Linked DNA regions of Bicyclus anynana: region 1 is linked to region 2. The links are chromatin contacts, called in public Hi-C maps. All regions are on one chromosome and are shown on one strand. The core of a region is the stretch at or near the end of the contact, and the rest is flanking DNA. Distances in the headings are between cores, read along the strand shown. Region 1 holds the start of LOC112050501 (charged multivesicular body protein 6-A). Region 2 holds the start of LOC112051512 (serine/threonine-protein kinase N).

Region 1 (4,112 bases), core at 78-2,577, 380 kb after region 2:
ATAAAGTTGTTAGTAAATTGATTTACATCTATCCCATCTGCCTTAATTATTAGTAGCATCCCACAGTATAACCTGCGTAGTTCCCATTCTCATTGGGGATAAAATATATTATGACACTCATAAATACAGTGGCTTTTTGGTAGTAAAAGAACTTTCAAAATCGGTGCAGTAGATCCAGAGATTAGTAGTTTCTGAGATAAGTGCTATCAAACAAAAACATTATTAGTATAGACTAAAGATAAGATAAAACAAAGCCCCTAAAGAAATGGAGTATGTCAAAGAGGATTAATTCAATGAGTTGTCATGATTATGATTTTATATAAAGGCAGAGGGTTGCATATTTTGCAGACTCCACATATTAATGGTATAACAACAAAGAGATGATAATAAATCTCTCCACCAACTCATTCTCTGTTGACGAAAAACTCAAAAAACTACTGCATCAATGTAGTTTCACCAATCCTAGGCTGCCCCAAAAAGCGCTTGTTCGACATCATACATGAGGACTTGAGAGCCAACAAACTGAAGAAGTTGGATGTTTAAGATTGGGCAAAGTGGGACCATGCTAGGAAAAAGAAGAAGATAGTGATTTCAATTCAATTCTTCATCGGTTTATCTTGCCAGTCTCAAGTAGATGGAGAAGGCATAAAGGCGATTGTTCAGTGAAGGCTGATAAGTTACAGATAGTCAAACATAGCGATTTATAAAGTAAAGTAAAGCTTAGCAACAATAGTTATGATGGTAGGGGACGGTTAAGGGATTTTAACAAGAAATTAAGTTATTTTTACCTGTACTTCAATTTGTGTGAACTCTAAATCATGTGTAAGCTGTTCTAATTTCTCCAGCTGTATATCAGCATTCTGCAAAAGATTTTCTTGATACTTTTTCTTTTTCAAAAGTAACTTCGCCTTGTCGCGTTTATCTTCCGATAAAAGTTTCTTTGCTAACTGCCTGTCTCTTTCGAGGTTCAGCTCTATTTTCTTCTGATACTGTTTCAGCTTATCTCTTTGTTGTTTGAGCTGCAGGACGGCTTTATCCTGCTCTGTTACTCTACTTACAGGCTTTTTGCTTTTGCTAAATAATCCACCCATTATGCTTAGCCTAGTCAGATGAGTTACAGTTTTACGTTATTTTTGGAAACAATATTTACACAATAGAAACATTACATAGACGGTCTATGGAATGTGTTATGACAAAAAAAATTACAAATTTTTGTTCTTCTACTGTAAGTTGTAACTATTTTTATTAATTTACTAAAAGATAGATACCCAAGATAACAAACAAATAAAAATATTTTTTAATTTTTTTCTAAACTGGCCCACAGACATCAAAATTAAAATAAAGGCTACCACCACAGCCTAAATAGTCAGACAGCAGCAGCAGAAACGTCAAATAACTGGGCCATAGAGTCTTCATAGAGTAGTCTTACATCTCCTCAGAGAAATCAGAAATGGACCTGCCTCGCTAGCCGTTACCCTTCTGTCAAAGATCAAATGCGTTACCCCCGGTGACGTCGCTGATAGGCTGTACAGACTACTTTAGTAATAAAATTGAGTACGAACAATTTTTGGGCAGTAAATACAGAATCGTAAGCCTATGGGTAATCCAAAAATTGTTTTTTATCTATGGTATCCATAGCTAAAATTATTATTGTTATATTATTGTTACAGGGTAAAATCAGGGTTCCCAACTTAGGGGTTTTCCCCCCAGATTTAGGGGGCAAATAAGTGAAATGGGATTTTTTTAGGGGTCTGAAATGTTTAGGGGTATTTTCAGGGATTTTTTTACTTTTTCGATATTTTTAAAATGATGATAATTTTAATATTTCTTTCTTGACCTAGCGACTTAAAACGATATATAATACGTTATTCTACAACCACTCTGAGGCAACTGGCGGCAATTTTCATCAAATAAAAAAAAATTGTTAAATTTATTCATTGTCAACATGATTATGAATTCAAAAAATCTGAATCTTCAGATAAAGACGTAATATTTTGTCTGTATTAAATAAGACTTTTGAAACATATTACAGCATATTATTTCTAAATTATTATGAATTTATATTTTTAGGGGGACATCTCAATAATTAAGGCGATTTTAGGGGTTTTTGACACAAACTTTAGGGATAAATATTTTGGAGAGTTGGTAACACTGGGTAAAATGAATAGAACCTTTTTTTTGCTATAAAGGTAGAGCCAAGTGTCTGGCGAATCAGGATAACATTCCTCCTAATAGGCCAATAAAAATATAAAAACAATACCTACACTTCATACATATAGGGATAAAGGTCTGGTTCCTTGAAACCTGCTATCGCCCAAAGCCACCACGGTCCCAGCTACATAGGTGGCTTTCTTTTTTTTATTCTTTACAAGTTGGCCCTTGAAAGCGGGCTAACTTGTTAGGAGGAGGATGAAAGTCCAATGTTAGGAGCAGACAAACTTTCAGCTTTTATAAAATGACGAAGGTATCACAGATTATTTTCAATCAGCGGACGCCCGCGACTTCGTCCGCCCTTAGACTTTTTAAATCCAGCCCTTACAGTAGTATCGCAGTAAAAATGGAGTAACTTCTCTAGTTTTCCCAATTTTGCCCTTAACTGCTCTGCTTCCATTGATCGTAGCGTAATGAAAAGTATACTATAACCTGCCCAGGAGTATGAAGAATCACAAAGTACAAAGTTTCGTTAAAATCCGTCGAGTAGTTTTTATTTCTATAACAAACATATAGACAGATAGACAAAAAAAATTACTTATTGCATTTTTGGCATCATCACTAATCACCCTTTATCCCCTTTATCATCATCACCATCATTTATTACAAGTAGGTATAGATATCAGCACATTTTTAGCCTCCAAATCTGTGGGAATATGTATGTGGTAAAGGCTATGGGAGGTCAATAAAATAAAAACAGTATATATTTTTTTCATTATAGTATAATCTATCGTAGTTCACACTATTAACTCATACACAACAAATTAATCACAATATCATTTAGCGAAATAAAAGATCGATAAATACCTGATGATCACTCCTTAGACGAATCTGGTATTACAGAAAATAAGTCCACATAGATAAAACATTTGAAGAACTACATTTACACAAACTTACAGTCTAAGTAGAATTTTAACAAATTCATTTTTATTGTATTAGAATTGTTTACATGCATTTGCCTAACGTCAAAGTGGAATTATAAAAAAACGTTATACACGTAAAATATACTAGGTCACCTCGGAAACGACGTCCAGGAGACGGATATAAACGAACGATTCTTCTGCCTCTTCATTGCTGCTGTTCTCTTAATTTGATAAGTACCTCATTGTCTATGGTTGAGTCGCCTCCATCGATGTGGATCTTCCTCTGTTGGTTTTGCAACTGAAAAGTCCATCCATTTGCTAAAAACGAGAATGTTACCACTTTTGTTGCAGTGGAACAAAATACAATGATTGAAAGGGTCTAGTTAATTACAAAAATAAATATATTTACAGTACATTTACATAAAATGAGTATATGTAATTTGAAATCAATCATTTTATTTTTTCACATTTTGGGAAAAAGGGTATGAATTTAGATAAATATTTGAATGGCCACAAGTGTGCTAAAAAATTAATTTGATTAAAAAAATATTTTTAAACTTGACTCTGGAGAAAAATATCAAAAAGTTTTGGTGAAACAATTTAATCTAATTGCCAACTTGTTGCCATAGCATAGGGTACCTGGAAATTCACAGTAGATGTAAAAACTGCATCCATTTTGTGAAACAAGAAGCATATGGCAAACGCTTCCTTCACATCTCCATTTCTGTTTAGTTAATGGTATGACAAATGTCTAAACAACGACGGTAAGAAGCTCCTTTTGAAATCCTAATTAATTTTGTTTTTTTAATTACCCGGTGTTTTTATTTTGACTATCAATATTTAATTATGATTACCGAAAATATAATTTAAAAAAAAACTGACTTTTAGAACTGGATCGATCAATCAATATCGAAACCTAACAAATACCTGGCATTCAATCTGCACCACCGTGCACCATCCCGACCGTAGCGACTCGAGATCGACAACGACGTAACATACATAAAAAATACCTCAAACAAGACGGCGTTTATGCGGACA
Region 2 (3,565 bases), core at 994-3,493:
AGTATTGCATAAACTAAAATAAATAATTTTCACTGTGTAAACATATCTAAAATTAGTTTTATAAAAAGAGGTATGAATTGTTTATTTGTCCTAAATAGACTCTGAAAATATTGGACAAAATTTAAAAATTCTTTCACCAATGGAAAGCTACATTATCAGTGAGTAACAGGTTATATTTTATACCTGTATTCAAACAGGATTGGGAATGTTGCGGGTGAAATGGCAAGTTACCAATATTCCCGCTTCTCTCCAATTTGGTATAAAAGACAGTGATAGTATAGTTAGTAGCAAGGATACAACAATTGTTCAGGGACTCATGACCTATTGAGTCTTTGTGTTTTGTGTTGAGTCTTTTTAGTATAGCTATTGAGGATTTGGAGGTAATTGGAATTAACTATGAATTATGTTTTATTAACTTTCGAGTTCATACCAACGTTTTGGAACCTAAGTAATCTAAATTATTAATGCACAGAGTATATTTATTTTTTAGAGAGAGTAGTCCACTGTGTAGACAAGGCAAATGGCTGCAAAGTTCACAAAACCATATCACAGCAGGGTTATAATACCTGAATAAAAGTTTAGTGCATAATTATATAATTATCTATAGTCAATTGCAAGCCTTTCTTTATCCATATAGAATCTGTAAGAAAAGGTCTACAATAGGATTAACTTTATAGCTAAGTATGTATATTGAAATGATTACCTTTGATCCCAGGCCTGCTGAGAACAAGGTCTCCAACTGGTTTGAGCCACATTGTGGTTATCCAACTTCATAACTGCCATAATTTCATTGCTGGTGTCTTCTTTTATGCTGTATGTGTGTTTGATTGAGTTCCGAATAGTAACACCTTTCACAAAGGATTTCAAATCTGATGGACTAGCCAGAGGATCCCGACGGCTGCGGCCAGGCACATCCTCTAGCAGGTCTTGACAACCCATGAGCCTCACTTCCAATGTACCCGTCACTTGTACACAGGGACTGATCATAGGAGCCGGGGACATGAACTGGCTTCTTGATCCCCCAGCACCAGTCAGGCTGGTGTACCCGGGACTAGACCCAGTGCTACGCAACTCATGCCCTAATTCTATAAATGCTGCACTCTCGGCGGGGAGTTCTTGGCGGCGCATGTCTAACGATCTGCGCAGCAAATCTAACTTTTGAGTTGAATCATGCAAACTCGTTTGGGCTTCTTGAAGAGCTTTCTTATCAGTGACCTTCTTGTCACTCTGTAGGAGTCTTATGGCGTTTTTGGAGCCCTCTACCACAGCTGCCTCTATGCGCAGACGGTTCCTTAGCTCTGCGATCCGTTCATCAAGCAGGGGCTCGACTCCACTCATGTCAATGTTTCTTCCATCTCCGTTGGCACTTGCACTGTCACCTTTTTGTTGCTTGCTCAATTTGGATATTCGCAGCTTAAGATATTCAATTTTATCCTTGGAGTCTGCCAGCATCTGGTGCGCCTCCGCGAGAAGCTTTTTATCGCGCGACTGGTTGCTACTGCTGATGCTCTGTATCATGTTTTCGGCTCCTTGTTTCACTTTCAACTCTATATTCAATTGCTTTTCCAGCGATGCCAACTTACGGTCCGTGGTGCCTTCTCCCAGTTGGCGTTGTTGCTGCGCCGCTTCGGATGCCAGTATGATCTCCTCATCGTAAGACAAGTCTTCCGGCGACGTTGGAGTCGACTGGCCGCGTGATAGCAGTAGTTGCGACTCCAAATCTTGCAAGTCAGACTTGAGCTCGTTAAGTTTTAAATTGGCTTTTTTCACAATATTCGCTACATCCGACAAGGATTTTCGATCGGTGGCGACTTCGCGTAGCTTTTCCGCGCCTTCCTTTATTTTGAGTTCTTTACGTATCTCCCTACGTATGACATCCTTGAGTTCTTCCAACTTAGACGGCAAAGCTATTTCTGGAATACACTCAGTCTTAATTCCGTACTTGACACCCAGTCTAATATAATCACTGTGGTAATAACCTGGGTCTGCCATAATTGAGGATGCAGTCTTAACTCTAACGTCAGTTAACCATAATTATGTGAGAAAATATCACTACTATTGCTTTTTGATCACAACTCGTAGGCGCCTATGTTGCTAACTAAATTACAAACACACTTTGCAATTTTATAATAAGTCATGTTGTATATACATAGAAAATTCTTTTATTAAATTAAATTAGAAAACAATTTATAAACAAGTTGATCGGTCAACGAAACCAAGAGACGATGGAAGTGGATGAAAGATCAAAGACTACCATAGACAAAGATAATGGATCTACACCACAGGCTAGAAAATAGACCATAGTGTTACATTATGGGCTATGACTACGTTCCACTAAGCGATCATAATGATAATGGTCACGACCAGTTTTTACCGTTCCACTTGCAGGCGAGATTTTATTTCTGATTTTGTAGGTACCGGGGGTTTTGGACGAACGCAGAAGTATGGCCTATGGGGCCCAAGCACAAGAAGATTTTTTTTTTATTCTTTACAAGTTAGCCCTTGACTACAATCTCACCTGATGGTAAGTGATGACACAGTCTAAGATGGAAGTGGGCTAACTTGTTAGGAGGAGGATGAAAATCCACATCCCTTTCGGTTTCTACACGGCATCGTACCGGAACGCTAAATCGCTTGGCGGTACGTCTTTGCCGGTTATGGCCGTTCTGAAAGGGTATTTTGGCCTGAGTATCAGGCGCCTCCGAGATCGTAAGTTAAAAAGATCACGTACGAAGGTGAGGACTTCGTTTTCGCCGGCGAAGACAAGGTGTAGCCTGGGATGCGTTCTCAATCGTTATGTGGTCTTGGATCATAAAGGACGTTTTTTGGACGTCTAGATCTACAATCGGCGTTGAAACCAGGGTTATAATTCCAAGTTAAAAGGTTGGGCTGGGTGACGGCTCTCTCAAAATAAGTTTTCGAGAGGTGTTCCATATATTGTACTATATAGGGAGATGTCTATAAGTAAGTCGCTATCGCTTAAAAACTACAGAGCGCCCGTGGCCAGAGGCATTAATTGGTTCTTAATGACCTGGAAGGGAATTTAGATACATCTTTGGGCGGTGGGCACTGCGCTTGCGTAGATCACTATTGAGATCGATGCAGTTGCATGCGGGCGTTGCAATCATGTATTCAACGCTTGGCTCCCATGAAAGGATATCCATGATCAAACTTAGCTGGTTGCTCACATCCTTCTCATTTCTCATCACTATTCAAATCAAAAATCATGTAGACAGCATGGGAATATTCCTCAGATCAATTACAAAAGGACCTGACTCGCTAGAAGTTACCCCTCTGTAAAGATCGAGAATCAACGAGCTAACGTGATTTATAAACTATTGATAAAGAATCGATATTTCATTGTTGAAATCGTTTTCATAAAAGTTAAATGGCATAAAAAACGGTCAACTTCTAGTTTAAGTCTGATCATGGTCGGATATTGTAGTCCAAAGAATTTATACTGCTGTACAGCCACAGAATATACTTTAGAGATATTTAAAATCAGACCCAAAAGAAATATCTTCACGGAGATCCAAGGAGGATCAGACCAATTATATACCTTTGT

The links. A called contact is a pair of places that touch in the nucleus more often than the background predicts.
Region 1: a Hi-C map of whole body shows a contact between it and region 2, with 4 times the contacts expected there. The contact joins the promoter of LOC112050501 here to the promoter of LOC112051512 in region 2. A contact is called at or near these places in 2 of 2 Hi-C or Micro-C datasets (whole body and whole larva).

The regions. Positions count from the first base shown.
Region 1 is chr11:12,234,873-12,238,984 of ilBicAnyn1.1, forward strand. LOC112050501 (charged multivesicular body protein 6-A) reads right to left here and starts at 1,328. Exons shown (of 2, transcript XM_024088775.2): 1 at 789-1,328. The coding sequence starts at 1,091. LOC112050499 (luc7-like protein 3) reads right to left here. Exons shown (of 9, transcript XM_052884226.1): 9 at 3,152-4,112.
Region 2 is chr11:11,852,475-11,856,039 of ilBicAnyn1.1, forward strand. LOC112051512 (serine/threonine-protein kinase N) reads right to left here and starts at 2,244. Exons shown (of 2, transcript XM_024090184.2): 1 at 704-2,244. The coding sequence starts at 1,992.